Regions from separate parts of the Macaca mulatta genome. Here region 1 is linked to region 2. A link is a contact called in public Hi-C data. All regions are on one chromosome and are shown on one strand. Each heading gives the region's core, a stretch centred on a gene start, on an enhancer-like site or on the middle of the called end of the contact. The rest is flanking DNA. Distances are from core to core; before and after follow the strand shown. Region 1 holds the start of CERS5 (ceramide synthase 5). Region 2 holds the start of SMARCD1 (SWI/SNF related, matrix associated, actin dependent regulator of chromatin, subfamily d, member 1).

The links. A called contact is a pair of places that touch in the nucleus more often than the background predicts.
Region 1: a contact with region 2 is called in a Hi-C map of fetal cortex germinal zone, with 5 times the contacts expected there. The contact joins the promoter of CERS5 here to the promoter of SMARCD1 in region 2. A contact is called at or near these places in 7 of 14 Hi-C or Micro-C datasets (CD4 T cells, blood, cortical neurons and 4 more).

The regions. Positions count from the first base shown.
Region 1 is chr11:57,341,188-57,344,661 of T2T-MMU8v2.0, reverse strand. It overlaps CERS5 (ceramide synthase 5), which reads left to right and starts at 1,441. Exons shown (of 10, transcript XM_077954172.1): 1 at 1,441-1,667. LOC144332869 (a long non-coding RNA gene) reads right to left here. Exons shown (of 2, transcript XR_013401065.1): 2 at 2,931-3,276.
Region 2 is chr11:57,257,502-57,260,570 of T2T-MMU8v2.0, reverse strand. It overlaps SMARCD1 (SWI/SNF related, matrix associated, actin dependent regulator of chromatin, subfamily d, member 1), which reads right to left and starts at 1,677. Exons shown (of 11, transcript XM_077954164.1): 1 at 1,344-1,677; 2 at 535-722; 3 at 204-246; 4 at 1-114. The coding sequence starts at 1,520. It overlaps ASIC1 (acid sensing ion channel subunit 1), which reads right to left. Exons shown (of 12, transcript NM_001261065.1): 12 at 2,945-3,069.

The DNA of each region.
Region 1 (3,474 bases), core at 192-2,691, 84 kb before region 2:
GGCCTCCCAAAGTGCTGGGATTACAGGTGTGAGCCACCGCGCCCGGACAAGTGCCTCCCTTTTCGAGTTGTTTTTCTTCGGTTTCCTTTTCCCCAAGAGAAGAATAAAAGGATTTTTGTAAACTGTTCTTTTATTTTCATTACTGCTTCGAGACGGAGTCTTTGGTCTGTCGCCCAGGCTGGAGTGCAATGGCACGATCTCGGCTCACTGCAAACCTCACTGCAACCTCGGCTCACTGCAACCTCCCAGGTTCAAGCGATTCTCCTGTCTCAGCTTTCCGAGTAGCTGGAATTACAGGCACAGCGCCACCAGGCCCGGCTAATTTTTGTATTTTTAGTAGAGACGGGGTTTTGCCATGTTGGCCAAGGTGGTCTCAAACTCCTGACCTCAGGTGATCCGCCTGCGTTGGCCTCCGAACGTGCTGGGATTACAGACGTGAGCCACCGCGCCCGGCCTTTTGTAAACTGTTAAGTCCATCTTTTCCGAGGAAAAGTGACTAATTTTTTTTTTTTTTTTTTTTTTTTTTTTTTTTTTTTTGAGACGGAGTCTCGCTCTGTCGCCCAGGCTGGAGTGCAGTGGCACCATCTCGGCTCACTGCAAGCTCCGCCTCCCGGGTTCACGCCATTCTCCTGCCTCAGCCTCCCGAGTAGCTGGGACTACAGGCACTCGCCGCCACCTCGCCTGGCTAGTTTTTTGTATTTTTAGTAGAGACGGGGTTTCGCCGTGTTAGCCAGGATGGTCTTGATCCCCTGACCTCGTGATCCGCCCGTCTCGGCCTCCCAAAGTGCTGGGATTACAGGCTTGAGCCACCGCGCCCGGCCCAAAGTGACTAATTTTTAAGGGATAAAGCAGTGAAAGTAGGCTGAGGTCATGGGGCACGAAGGGAAGAAAAGGTTGGGAGCAAAAAGAACTCTGGTGGCAGACAGTAGTGGGCAGGACCAGCAGAGATCCAAGAGAAGCCATGACCTGAGAGATCGATCTGGCCTCCGGGAGTGGAGACAGAGATACCGCCTGGGTGGGAGCGGGAACGTACTTGATTCTGACAGGCTGAGAAAGGAGAATGTCCCCGTAAAGGAGCTAGGCCTGAAATAAGGGGTGTGGCCGTGGCTGGATGGAGGAGTGAGTGAGGAGCAGAAGCGCGGCCAAGACTAGCAGCAAAAGAGGGTGGGCCCAGCACCGCCCGGGGCGTGGCCCCAGGACCCGGCTGGGCGAGTCAGAGGCTCGGGAAGGGGCGTGGATCCCCGGAGGCGGTTCCCGGGTTGCGGTGAGGGAAGTGGGTCGGGAGGAGAGATGGGCGGTGAAGAGGCCCGGCTCTGCCGGGGAGGCGGGCGGATCCGTGGCGGTGTTCAGAAGGGGCCGGAAGGGGGTGGCCGCTGGTCGGGCCCCGCCCTGGGGCCGCCTCCCCGCGGGTTCCGTTGGCTGTGGCAGCAGCTGACGCTTGTGGCGGCGGTGGCTCGGGGTGGGCGTAAGATGGCGACAGCAGCGCAGGGACCCCTAAGCTTGCTGTGGGGCTGGCTGTGGAGCGAGCGCTTCTGGCTACCCCAGAACGTGACCTGGGCTGATCTGGAGGGGCCGGCCGACGGCTACGGCTACCCGCGCGGCCGGCACATCCTCTCGGTGTTCCCGCTGGCGGCGGGCATCTTCTTCGTGAGGCTGCTCTTCGAAAGGTGAGAGCCCGCGAGCGAGCGGCTCGAGGGGCCGGGCGAGGGCAGGGGCGCCCCGCTGTGGGAAGGACCGAGGGCCGGAAGCAGAACTGCAGGGAAAGCCCGGAAGCAGGGGCTAGGGGAGCTTGGGCCGCGGCGGGTGATGCTAGGCGAGTGGGCGAGGTGGTAGCGGAGCCTGGGTGGAGAAGGAGTTTGGGGCGTGGGCAAGAGAAAGAGTGGGGGTCTAGGGGAATGCTGGGTCCCTTCAATGTTAGATCCGGAGTTGGCTTGGCGGGGGCGGTCATATAGGCCTCCTCCCAACCTCCAAGGGTCTTACAGATGAGGAAACAGGTTCAGTGTGAACTCTGGCAGAGGCCCCGAAGAGAGGGATAGGAAGGGCCCAGGAGAACCGCAGCTAGTTGTGACCATGGAAGCCGAGGAGTCAACCCAAGGGCCAGACGTTCCAAGGGAAAGGAATGGATTCATCAGAATTTTAAGATTCGTTAGGACGCTTGCGTTTCTGAGAACTGAGGGGAACAGGATTAGTTTGGGAGTTGGTTTGGTATGTCAACTCATGCACGTTTGTTGGTAGGAGGGTAGAAATCTGGTGGGGATAGGGTGTGGTGGAGCCCGAGGCTTCCAAAGTATGGAAAGATGTCAGATTAGTTGCAGAACAGGCCTTGGGGCCTGAAATGGAAGGAGGAGTGTTCGAAGGGATAGAGAGCCATAGGGCTTATCAGAGGACAGCTATATTGAGCCAGCTTCTTTTTTTTTGAGACGGAGTTTCGTTCTTGTTGCCCAGGCTGGAGTACAATGGCACGATCTCGGCTCAACGCAACCTCCGCCTCCCCAGTTCAAGCGATTCTCCTTCCTCAGCCTCCCGAGTAGCTGGGATTACAGGCGCGCACCACCACGCCCTGCTAATTTTTGTATTTTTAGTAGAGAAGGGGTTTCGCCATGTTGGCCCGGCTGGTCTCTAACTCCTGACCTCAAGTGATCCGCCCGCCTCTGCCTCCCAAAGTGCTGGGATTACAGGCGTGAGCCACCGCACCCGGCCTTGAGCCAGCTTCTAAATGAGTTTAGCAGAATTGCAATATACTTTGTTCAACCATGTGATTTCACCTTTAAGTGAATGGATCATATCTGTTTGTCCAAGATATTCACTGAGGCTTTGGTGTGTGATATTATAATGTGAATTTATAGCTGTGGGTGATTTTGATCAAGTCTACTTAGACTCCAAGAAAGGAGACGTGTTTTTGCCATAGGCCTCAGGTAATGAGGGTGTTTCTTGGACAGCTGTTCGTTTTGCCTTTATCCAAGCATAAATGATTGTAATGCAGGAATGCCCTTTCTGGGATGGGACTATGCTGCAGGTGAAACAATCTGTTAATTTCTGAAAGATAGCATCTGTTTGGGATTGCTTCTTCGATTTGCCTACTATTTTTGACTCAAATCTTTCAAAATATTGTGTTCTATTTAGCTAGTCACTCGTCCATTTATTCGTAGTATTTGTGTGTCATCATCAAAATGCTCTGCCAGACGTTCAAGTGCAAAAATAAAAGATGCTTAAGTGAAGCAAATGAAACCCAAAGATCTAAATGGCTTTCCTTGGCCCTTGAGGCCGAGTCTCGCTCTGTGGACCAGGCTGGAGTGCAGTGGTGCCATCTCGGCTCACTGCAAGCTCCGCCTCCCGGGTTCATGCCATTCTCCTGTCTGAGCCTCCCGAGTAGCTGAGACTACAGGCATCCGCCACCACGCCTGGCTAATTTTTTGTATTTTTAGTAGAGACGGGGTTTCACGGTATAGGCCAGGATGGTCTCGATCTCCTGAC
Region 2 (3,069 bases), core at 428-2,927:
ACGTTTCAAGGCCTCTTGGATATCTAGTCGTTTCCTCATGATAGTCTGGTCCAGTTTCCTTTCAAAAGCCAAGAGATCCATATAGGCCTGGGATTCTGGTACCAGTTCACGAATCTTAGGAACAGAAAAATTAATTGAAATCTAGGATGATTCATCTCTATACTCAAACCTACCACACTTTCCAGAAAACAGCCTGGACTCACCCTTTGAGGTAGAATTTTGTCAGCCATCTTCTTTTTCTTTGCACTGTTGGGAATAAACACTATTATCAGGTTGGGACAGAACTAGTCAGAACGTGAAAATAAGCTGTCAGCATGTCCATTTATAGTAATGTGAAGGGATTGCAAAGCTTCTCTCAAATCAAAGAACTACCACCACCACCACCACCACCACCACCACCACCACCAAGCATTCTCAATCATCCTGTAGCACCATCTGCTGACACAGCACCACCACTTCTTGGTTCAGGTAATCCCACCACCTGTGTACTCCCAGGCTCCCTCCCTCCCTCCCTCTGCCCCAGGATCATCTTACTTGTGGTTTCGATTTTGGACAGCCTGCTGCTGGACCTGCTGGATCTGCTGAGGGGCAGGTCTCTTGCGGGACTGATCCATCCCTGACTGGGCCAGGCCAGGTCGGACTGAAGGGTTCCCCCCATAGCCAGGGGGTCCCATGGAAGGTCCCTGAGGTGTCATTCGGCTGCCTGGCAACATACCTGGTCTCTACAGAGGGGAGAGGACCCAGAGATGTCATGGTTTCACCTGCTAAACCCCACCAAGAAAGAAAAGCAGGGAACGCCTGAGTTCTTTGAATGAAGTAAGGTTTACGGATGGAATGGAGGACAATGAGACGAGAACCCTCTGCTCCAGCAGTGACTCCACAGAAAAATAAAGAGTCCAAAAGCTAAGCGAGAGCCAGATTATACTCAAATTATCGGTCTATTTTGGATCGGACACATCGGACATCGCCAGTTCCACATTTACTCTGCTAGCTACTATCTCTTTAGAAGCTGACCTCAATTTGTCAACTACACGTTCTGTGTTCCTTTGATCAATGGAGCTGCTCAAGCCCCTCTGCACTCCGGCCCTCGTACAGGTATCCCTGGACCCACTTCACCCACCCTGGTTCTCTACCGACTCCCCACGGAAACAATGCCCCTAGGAGCAGGTGTGGACGCCAACTGCCTCCCCCTCTCTTCCTGCGCACTGCCTCCCCCAACCCCCACCCAGAGCCCGAACCCCTCCCAAGGGAGTCCCTCCTACTTCTCCCCCCACCCCTGTCACTCCCACGTCCCCGCTCGGCCCCGCCCCCGGCCCGCGCGTCCCTCCTCCTGCCCCACTCACCGGATAGGCCGCTCCGGGCATCGGGGAGCGGTACAGCCCTTGACCCGGAGCCGGGCCCATTCGCACGGGAGGCCCCGGAGTTCCGCCCGGGCCCAGGGCAGCAGCCGCGCCCGCCCCTCCCGAGGCTCCGGCGCCGCCGCTCGGAGCCACAGACTGGAAACCCGCCCGGGCCGCCATCTTCCCGGAGCCGCCGATGCAGCTGCACAAAGAACCGGAACCGGAACTCCCCCCGCCCCCTGAGCGCCCCCCGAGCGCCCGCCTGTTCCCCCGGCCGGCTGGCCGGCACGGGAGGCTCAGGGCAGCGAGACTGTCGCCTAGAGAGGAGCGAGTAGCGGAAAAGGCGTGCTGGCCACGCCCTCCCGCCTTCACGGTCCTGGAGGGAAAACCATAGAGAAGAACTCTGGGATAGAGAGGCCCCGTGAGCGGGCGCCCCCAGGCCGACGGGAGGTAGACAAGGACCTGGAAAGGGGGACGGACCACAGCCTCAGCCCCAGTCTCAACCCCGACTCCAGCCCGCTGATGATGAGGTGCTTGGAGTAATAGCTTCATCTTGGCGCATGGCATTAACTTCCCAAAACGCTTTGATTGCTTTTCGTTTCATTTTCTTACTGCTATAACTATCAGGGGCTGAGGAGGGAAACACAGTTTATTCCATTTTCCAAATAGGAAAGCTGAACTCACAGGTGAACGACTTGGCAAAGGTCAACCAGCAAGTTAGTCATAAAGCCGAAGCCAAGATTCCAGGTCTTCTTGCTCATAGCCCAGGACTCATTCCACAGATAAAGTGCCTCAATAACTACCTCACGTGGGAACTTCAACCTAACTTTGTCTCCGACCTAACCTGCTTCCGGATTATTATTATTATTATTTTTTCGACATGAGGTCTCTCTTTGTCACAGTGGCACCATCTCAGCTCACTGCAACCTCCGCCTCCCAGGCTCAAGTGATCCTCCCACCTCAGCCTCCCGAGTAGCTGGGATCACAGGCATGCACCACCATGCCAGGCTGTTTTGTATTTTTGGTAGAGACAGGGTTTCACCATGTTGCCCATGTTGGTTTCAAACTCCTAAGCTCAAGTGGTCTGCGCGCCTCAGCCTCCCAAAATGCTGGGATTACAGGTGTGAGCCATTGTGCCTGGCCTCAGATTTTTTTTTAATATTAAAAAATAGGGATGGGGGTTTCATTATGTTGCGTAGGCTGGTCTCGAACTCCTGGCCTCAAGTGATCCGCCCGTCTCAGCCTCCCAAAGTGTTGGGATTACAGGCGTGAGCCACCGTGCCAGCCTGCTTTCAGATTTTATAATAAGTTCCAGTTTATCTTGAATTTTGACTCTGCTCTCTCTCTAAAGCATTGTTTGTGATGGGGATTCTGTTTTGGACCTTTGTTGCCTTTGACTCCTCCCTCTTTCCCTGCCCAGTGGTTCAAACTATTCCTGATACGATGGTCAGCCGTCCCATCCCAGGAGGACCACAGTCTCCCTACTCAAACCTTCTCCTTACTCATCCCCTAATTGTTTGGCCCCAAAACCAAGCTCAGCTCTAGGCACTTAGTGAGAATACCTAAATATGTTTTCAAATAAGTGAACAACACTGAAGAGGAGATGGTTGAAACCCAGTTTATTAGACCAGAGGCATGCGTCACCCAAAGCCCTGCCTGCTGTTCCCCTATCCAATGCACACTTTTTGGCCTCATTCCTGCTTCCCTCTGGGGAGGTATGATCTCTGAG